Linked DNA regions of Capsicum annuum: region 2 is linked to region 1. A link is a contact called in public Hi-C data. All regions are on one chromosome and are shown on one strand. The core of a region is the stretch at or near the end of the contact, and the rest is flanking DNA. Distances in the headings are between cores, read along the strand shown.

Region 1 (4,135 bases), core at 1,053-3,552:
CAAGTGGAATTTACTAAATTAATTTGTTGAAAATGACTTGTTCTGAGTAATATTTATAACTCCGTTGTAAAAAAAAAAAAAAAAAAAAAAAAGAGGAAGTAATATTTACAATTAAAAAAACTTTATTTTTTATCACATTTATATGGAAAAATTACAGAACTAAATAAACATTAGTACCTACTTTGCGTAACCACATCTACCTTTAAAAAAGAAGCTACAAAATATATAGGAAGATACATGTTCTAACTGCGTCTAAAATAACAAATATTCAGATATCTGAAAATAGACGTTCCATACTATGTGTATATGAAGGTACACAAATACACAATCTAAGTTGATGTATCTGAGATACATGACAAATACAATAATTTTTTTGAAATCGATGTTGCATCCTGTAATATGATCTCAAGCTCCTATATTTTTGTGGTTTGCTCTATGTATATCAAGAAAAACTGGAAGGACTTGGCATATTATTTCAGCTTTGTTTTGAAATAGCCTGATAACCAGATGTCCCCAGTAGTACTTTGCCCATTCGTTGATATGGGCTCATATTGATAGTGGCAACTCACACTGGATTATAATCCATGTTAAAGGAGACTTTTTCTGAGGAAGCCCAAGCTGCAGAATCACTACACTCAAATTGTGTTGGGTTCGAAAGTGATGTGATAATTCAGACAACAAAGAAATACATAAGAAATATACTATTAATATGATTTGATCAAACAACCTACGTATGAAAAACTAATATTGAAAAATATAAAATCTACTTGGAGAAAATCTCCCTCTAAACAAAATTATTGAAAAATATAAAATCTACTTGGAGAAAATCTCTCCCTAAATAAAATTCTTTAAACGGCTACATTGTGGATGTTATTGTGTGCAACAAAATTTTATAAACGACTATATGCTATTGTGTGCAATTGTGTTATGACTTGAGAAGATAGATTTGTTAGAGTTACAAAATCCTAAATCTAATAGAAATCTAATAGGAAAGAGATCTTTTCCTACTAGGAAAACTATTGGTTCGAATTAGAGAATAAACATAGTAGAAATCTAATAGAAAAGAGATTTTTTTCTACTAGGAAAACTGTTGGTTCGAAATCGAGAGGGCGTCATGCGGAAGCTTAAAGTTTGCAAACTGAGACGGTGATAATTCAAATAACAATGAAAAACAAATACTAAAAATATATTATTAAAGTTTGCAAATTGAGACGGTGATAATTCAGATAACAATGAAAAAAAAATAGTAAAAATATATTATTAATATGGTTTGGTCAAACGACCTACATATTAAAAATAATATTGAAAAAACTTAAAACCTATTGAAAAAGGATAAAAAATATGTTGTGAAAAATCTCCTCCTAAACAATACTCTTTGATGAATCAATTGTTTGTAGATGCTATTGTGTTATGATATGAGAAGGGGTCTTTACAAAACTTTTCCTTCAAGAAAGAGGTTAGTCAAATATGAAAAAATTTTATATTTTTCTTTAAGGAAAAGTAAAAGTATTTATGGTTACTTTTATTTTCCTGTAAAAACTTAATTTTAGTAAGAAAATTAGGCAAAAATCCTAACAAAAACTTTTCCACTAAGAAATTCGAAAGTAAAAACACATTTACGATAGAATCCACGTAAGGTAGAAAAATTAGGACAAATCCTACCAAATTGTTGTGTCAAATGAGACGAATTGAGCTGAATTTGAACTACTTAAGATGATCTCAGTTAATAATAAGTAGACGGATCATTGACACATTCCAGATTTTTTTAGGCTAAAATATGTTAAGATACGGGTCATAACTTAATTCGGCCGGTTCTTACTAGATTTTAATTATTTTATTTATTTTTTATATATAAATTTTTAATACCTAATAAAGTTATTCATTTTTCTTTATTAAGACTATATATAACATATGAAATAAAATAATATTTTTTAAGAGATTTCTCATTAGCCAAATTAGATTATATATCGAATCGAACAATTGATTTTAGATTTGATTTTGCCACCCCTACTTAACACCTATTATTTCATATCTTCTTCCATTAATATTAAAGATACGAATGCATTAGACTAAAGCGAATATATATATATTTTTTATTTTTTAATCTGATATTCGATATTTGCATTGGAGTACTAATTTGGATTCGCGTTGTGTAGGGTCCCATTTGGGGAGAAGCATTTCTTACCAAGATTTTTTCATATTCAGAGCTTAAATTCAAAATTTTTAATTAAGGGAGGAGTAATTCCATCCGCTGCACCACGGTGACCGGAGCGAATATATGCCGGAAGAAAAGTGAGTTCGAAACTTTGAGAGCATTTAACTAACATTTGGATAAAATAATAAAAATCCAGGGGTCGAAACTTGATGTTGAATAATAGTATGTAGTAGCATTTAGAATATCAAATTGTGCTTGAATATAAACTTTACTCAAAATAAAATTAAAAATTACCCCAAACTAATATTTGCGGGACAAAAGATAGCATTTGATTATGGACCGATTCTTTTTAAAAATAAAGATTAACCAATGAGTTTCAAATTTAGAAAGGTAGTTTTGCCCATTTTTTTCCACAGAATTATTTACAACTCACAAAATTTCCATTTTTTAAAAATTTAATATGATCAAATACAATTCAATTTCGAATATATTTTCTTAAACACTTTTCTTTTTTTAAATAGTAGTTGATCCATTCTTTTCACGTCATTTTCATACAAAAAATATTTCCTCATATACTATAATAGTAATAATAATAATAAAAAGAAATAGGAAAATCAATGGAGAAAACCACGTGCCATAAAATGATAAACTCTTGGTCTAATGACAAGATATGCACCGACTGTTTATATTCTCCAAAAAAATAATGTTAGCGTAGTTTTTACATTCTAATTAATTAAACATATTAGTAGCAAATTCCCTAGCCTCATATAATCCCATATCATTTCAACAATTTCTCAAAATACTTGAAAAATAAAAACATAAAAAATGGCAGTTGTGATAATCGATGGATCAACAGTTCGAGACTTTGTTTACAACGAAGAAGCATTCACAAAGGCAATAGATAAAGGATTTACCGATTTAGACCTCAATAACGACGGCGTTTTATCCCGATCGGAGCTTCGTAAAGCGTTCGAGTCTCTCCGGCTCATCGAATCTCACTTCGGCGTCGACGTCGCTGCTACGCCGGAGGAACTCACTAACCTCTACGATTCGATATTCGAGAAATTCGATTGCGATCACAACGGTACGGTGGATAGGGAGGAGTTTGGGAATGAGATGAGGAAAATTATGCTGGCGATTGCTGATGGACTTGGTACTTCGCCCATTCAAATGGCGCTTGATGATAGTGACCAGAGTTTGATTAAGCAAGCTGCTGATCTCGAAGCTTCTAAGCTTCATGCTGCCTAGTATATGTACTTGACTGCTCTATATTTGTTTATCAATAAGTCCGTGGGAGCTCGTGACTCAAACTCACAACCTTAGCTTGAAGTGAAAGTGAGGATTTTTTTATTTTTTTTGTGGGTGTGTTTTTCAACTTTCAAGCTCTTTGTTTCTTACCATAATATTACGAAGTCTTTTAAAGACGAGTATGCCGCCGTCATTTTCATGGTTGTAAAGGGAAAACATTTCATTTTGAAAATTGTGAACTTCCTATTCTGCAAAAAGAAGTGGGATTACACTAGGTACAAGGTACCTTCTTGTTTGTGGAAAATTTCAGTAGCTTAATTGGTTGATTGTCCGAATTTTCATTGTTGATTAGTGATTGGTGTTCGATTTTCCGCTTTATAAATTGAATTTCAAAACAAGTTTTTGATTCCAAAGTAGTAGTTTATCAGCAAAAATGGAACATAGGCACTAATGACAGATCTGGTTCGAGGTGGAATTGTGTATTGGAACTTCGGAAGATGCAACAAATTCAAATTTTTAGTAGAAACATAAGAGCTATGGAATAAGCTAGAAATAATCTGTCTAAACCAAGAGAAGATACATTAAAATAAAGTCGTTTAAATGAATACATGAAAAGCTAATAAATTGAACAAAAATCATTAAAATAAAGTTGTTTGAATGAATACACGACTAGCTAATAAACTGAACAAAAATCATTAACATATTCACATGCGTATCAGCATTAATTTTTCT
Region 2 (4,135 bases), core at 451-2,950, 37 kb before region 1:
ATGTACATTACTACTCATAAGAGTCAAGATGGAGTATATGTTAATGAAGCGGCAAAAGAAATATGTGTGAGTTATACTTATGTGCCATAGACTCTTATCGAGCAATCAACCGCGGTATGCCAAATGAATTTCTATTATTAATTTATTTTGACAATAAATTTTCCATATGTAGGAAAAAATTGAGTCAACTTTGAGTCAAAGCACCATAGATGAGTCTCAAGTTTTTTCAAATGATGTCATTAGTAAGGTGCTAGGGCCAGACCACTCTAGATGGGTGAGATGCTTGGGATTAGGAGTTGTTCCTAGTAGAGTGTTTAAATAAGATAGACCTCATTTTGGTGGTACAAGTGCTTCAAGTAGTGGAGGTTCTTGTTCGTTCCAATGTCGAGAAAACTTGGCTCAAATAATGAATTCTCACAATCAAATAATGAGTGCTTTGAAGGCGTATATGATAATGAAAAAAGGAACGATACTGAAATAATTTGTGGGGCTCTTTGATTCTCCTTCAATGGCTTCTCCCACGGCAGTAAGTAAAGTTCTCTTTACTTTTTTTTAGTTGGATCGGTTGTGAAAATTTTCTCTAATTTTATGTTGTTTTTGAGTTGGTGTGCTGCAACTTTTCTTGATCATATTGGAAGTTTTTCTTGTGTTGTTTTCTGGGTTGTTGTGTTCAGTATCCTTTGCTATAGCAGAGTGGTTCTTTGAAAAAAATAGTATCTTCCTTTTGATAACTTCTTGAGTTGTATTGACAAAACAAAATCAATCCGTCAAAAGTGGCTATCTCATTTCATGTGCATAACATTTTTGTTACAACTTTGGAGAGTATGAGCATAGCTTGTGGTTGCTGGTTGTGTTAGATGGCTTATTATGTTGACTGTAAATATTTTTGTCATTTAGTATAAACATGCTATGTTAATGTTGTCGTGTACAACTAGAGGTGTTTACACCTACCAGTACGTAGACCCTCTCTGTTTTATGTCAAATTATAGTCGTTGCTGCCTTTTTAATTCTGGTGTGTTTCCTGATAGTTTTAATTTTAGCCTTGTAGGGGGTGCCTGTTGCTAGCTCAATTAATTCTTTTCATGATAGTTTCTTTTGTCTGTAGCTCAATAGATCAATTGTCTGAGCTTCGTCTTGAAGGGGTAGGTGTTGGGGAAGTTTTAAGGAGAGTATCTTTTGATGTTACATCTGGAACAAAGAGTGGAAATGGAAATGAGGAAGTGCTTCTTAAGCTACTGCATGTGGTTCTTGAAGGGAAGGATGAGAAGGCAAGGCGAGAGATGAAAGGCTTAGTATTGAAAATGTTGCATGAGAATTCATCTCATAATGACTTGAGGAAGGAGTCACTGTATTCAGCTTGAATGCATGTCTGCAATTGCTCCGCCACTATTTTTTACGGGCAGCAGATGCAGACATGATGGATGTAAATCAGATTGCACGACAGGCTGATAATCTGCATTGGATTTTGTATATTTTGATTGATAGACAGATAGCTGAAGATTTTTTGAGGACTTGGGCTTCTCAGTCTGAATTATCTGAGGCACATCCGAAGGAAGGTGCCAGCACTTCATAGGTATGAGGTTAGTAGAGTCACGGCTAGACTATTTGTTGTATAGGTAAAGGGCAATTACTAGATTCCAAAGATGTTAGGTGCTCTCTTTTGCAGACGTGATTAGTGCCATTCTATGAGGATTTTGGATGGATGAGGAGGGCATCAAGAGGTTTCCTACTTTAAGGTTTCTTCTGATCCATGTAGAGCTCTCCTGTCTGTGACTGAATTTCCTGAATTAGTGATTTTATCACAAAGGGTCATCCTACTTAAGAGTTGTGCGGCTTCCTAAGTTGCAGGGATAATCCATATGTTCAGTTTTACTGGACATGAAAAAACACAATTTAAGCAAGGTAACAAAGTTCAGGCAATTTGGAGATAAGGATGATTGTTAATATATAAGACCAAGCTAAATTGTTATTGATTTCGTGATGGCAATGCCAAGGATTGCAGCAACATGGTGAATTGTATATTGTTGTAAGTTCAGAAGAAAGACTGATCATTTTGCTTTTCTGGTTTCTAATGAAATTCATTGTCTATGCCCTTTGTGGTCCAGTTTGGTTAGGATTAGATGCACTGTTTTTCCCTCGTGTGAATACTTCAGCAACATATTAAACTGTGAAAGATTTTTGAAAAGTGATTTGAACTTTTATATTTTATTTAAAATTTTTGCAATAAACAAAATTATTTAATTTTAAATAATCAAATATTATATATGCGAAGGCATGTGAGGTTAAACTAGTATATATTACAAGTGCGAATATCTTTTGAGAAGTTATTTGAACTTTTTGTCTTTTATTAAAAAAACTAATAAAAAAAAATTTTCACTATTTTTTTTAATTTTAATTTTAAATAATCAAATGTTACACGTGCGAAGACATGTGAGGTTAGACTAGTATATATATATATATATATATATATTACAAGTGCGAAGATCTTTAGAAAAGTTATTTGAACTTTTTGTACTTTATTAAAAAACTAATAAAATTATTTTTTCACTATTTTTTTCAATTTATTATTTAATTATTTTTTATTTATATTAACTAAACTCCAAAAATATATGGAATTCCTAAAATGTATGGAAGGAGAATCTATTAATAATTTTTTTATACTGGTTAATTAGAAAAATACTCCTAAAATAGGACTATATTAAGAAAATACTTCTATAAATATTGAAATGCACGTTAAATTAGAGAAATCGATTTACCTATTGGGAGAAGATTGATGTTCATCTAACTTGATTCGGTTGTATGTCTAGATTGGTGGATGCTTGATTTTCTAACCCTTAACTTCTTTATTGTTTTTTGTCAACATAATAGAATTCAACGTGTGTTTGTGATCAACGTGTTTTTTGTTTTCATTAAAGTCATTCTTTAGGGTAAAAATTTTTGTTCAGAGAAGAATTATTTTCATCAAAATCGAAGTTTTGTGATCATAGTATTACTGTTTTGTTGTAATTTACAAATTGTAGATGAATGTAAGTTGGTTTTGAAGAATTTTTTTGTGTAAAAGTCAGGTTTAATTGTATTGTTTTGATATCTTTATTATCTTATTGTTTTATTTTAATTTACAGATAGTAGGTGAATGTTTGTCAGGTTTTTTTTAGGTAAAAGTTAGCTTTAATTATATTGTCTTAATATCTCTATTAATTTATTATTTTGTGGTAGTTTATTCATTTAAGTCATTCTTTAGGATCAAAATTTTTGCTCAGACAAGAATTATTTTCATCAAAATCGAAGTTTTGTGATTATTATTGTATTGTTTTACTGTAGTTTACAGATTATAGATGAATGTCGGTTGGTTTTGAAGAAATTTTAGTGTAAAGGTCAGGTTTAATTGTATTATTTTGATATTTTTATTATCTTATTGTTTTATTTTTAAAGATGGAAGATGAATGTCGATCGACTTTAAGAAATATTTTTGGTAAAAATTAAATTTAATTAAATAAATTCTTCATCTTTACATATCCAAAAGATATTGAATTTAATTATTATATTAATCTTTATTAATTAAATAAATATCCTATTTTAATGAAACTTTTGAATTCATTAAAGTGAAGTACACGAGGAGCGTACATCTAAATTAGTTACTAAAACAAAAAGTTAAAAAGGGCCACTCAGGAGGAGTCAAATCTGGATATCCCAAGTCAACATCACGTGTAAAGGCCCTTTTGGGCCAACCAACAACCTTGCTATAGGATTTCCTAAAACCTCAATCCCGAATGTTAGATCCGCTCTTGACGTGATGCTCTATTCTTTTGTAATTATTTAATTTCATATTTTTATATTTAATAATTATTTAATAGTATCATTTCTATTTTATTTTTTTGAATCTCATTTAACATTTTATAGTGAAAAAAAGTCAACTAAAAGTGCATAAAAGTGACTTTCATAAGGAGCGCAATTTGAAAACCATAACAAAGTATTCTTATACTTCATGCATGATCAAACATTGTCACATAAATTAAGATGGAAGGATAGTAATTAGGAGGAAGCCAAGATCTTGATAAGCAAAGTGATGAAGTTACATTTAACTTTGAAAGTACAAATACTGCAAAAGCATTTGTAAGCCAACAACACAAACCAT

The links. A called contact is a pair of places that touch in the nucleus more often than the background predicts.
Region 2: a Hi-C map of leaf shows a contact between it and region 1, with 1.6 times the contacts expected there. The contact joins the enhancer-like site here to the promoter of LOC107843179 in region 1. A contact is called at or near these places in 3 of 5 Hi-C or Micro-C datasets (bud, leaf and placenta).

The regions. Positions count from the first base shown.
Region 1 is chr1:196,392,370-196,396,504 of UCD10Xv1.1, reverse strand. It overlaps LOC107843179, which reads left to right and starts at 2,302. Exons shown (of 1, transcript XM_016687383.2): 1 at 2,302-3,738. The coding sequence starts at 2,981. The coding sequence ends at 3,403.
Region 2 is chr1:196,429,161-196,433,295 of UCD10Xv1.1, reverse strand. It overlaps LOC107843187, which reads left to right. Exons shown (of 7, transcript XR_007047176.1): 7 at 1-2,088. LOC124888607 (a long non-coding RNA gene) reads right to left here. Exons shown (of 2, transcript XR_007047077.1): 2 at 4,033-4,135. Among protein-coding and RNA genes, the nearest start is that of LOC124888607, 3.3 kb to the right of the region's middle. Within about 2 kb of position 1,700, at least 2 of the 5 cell types and tissues checked have an H3K27ac peak or open chromatin away from gene starts, as enhancers often do. A contact at or near this core is called in leaf, where this site is marked.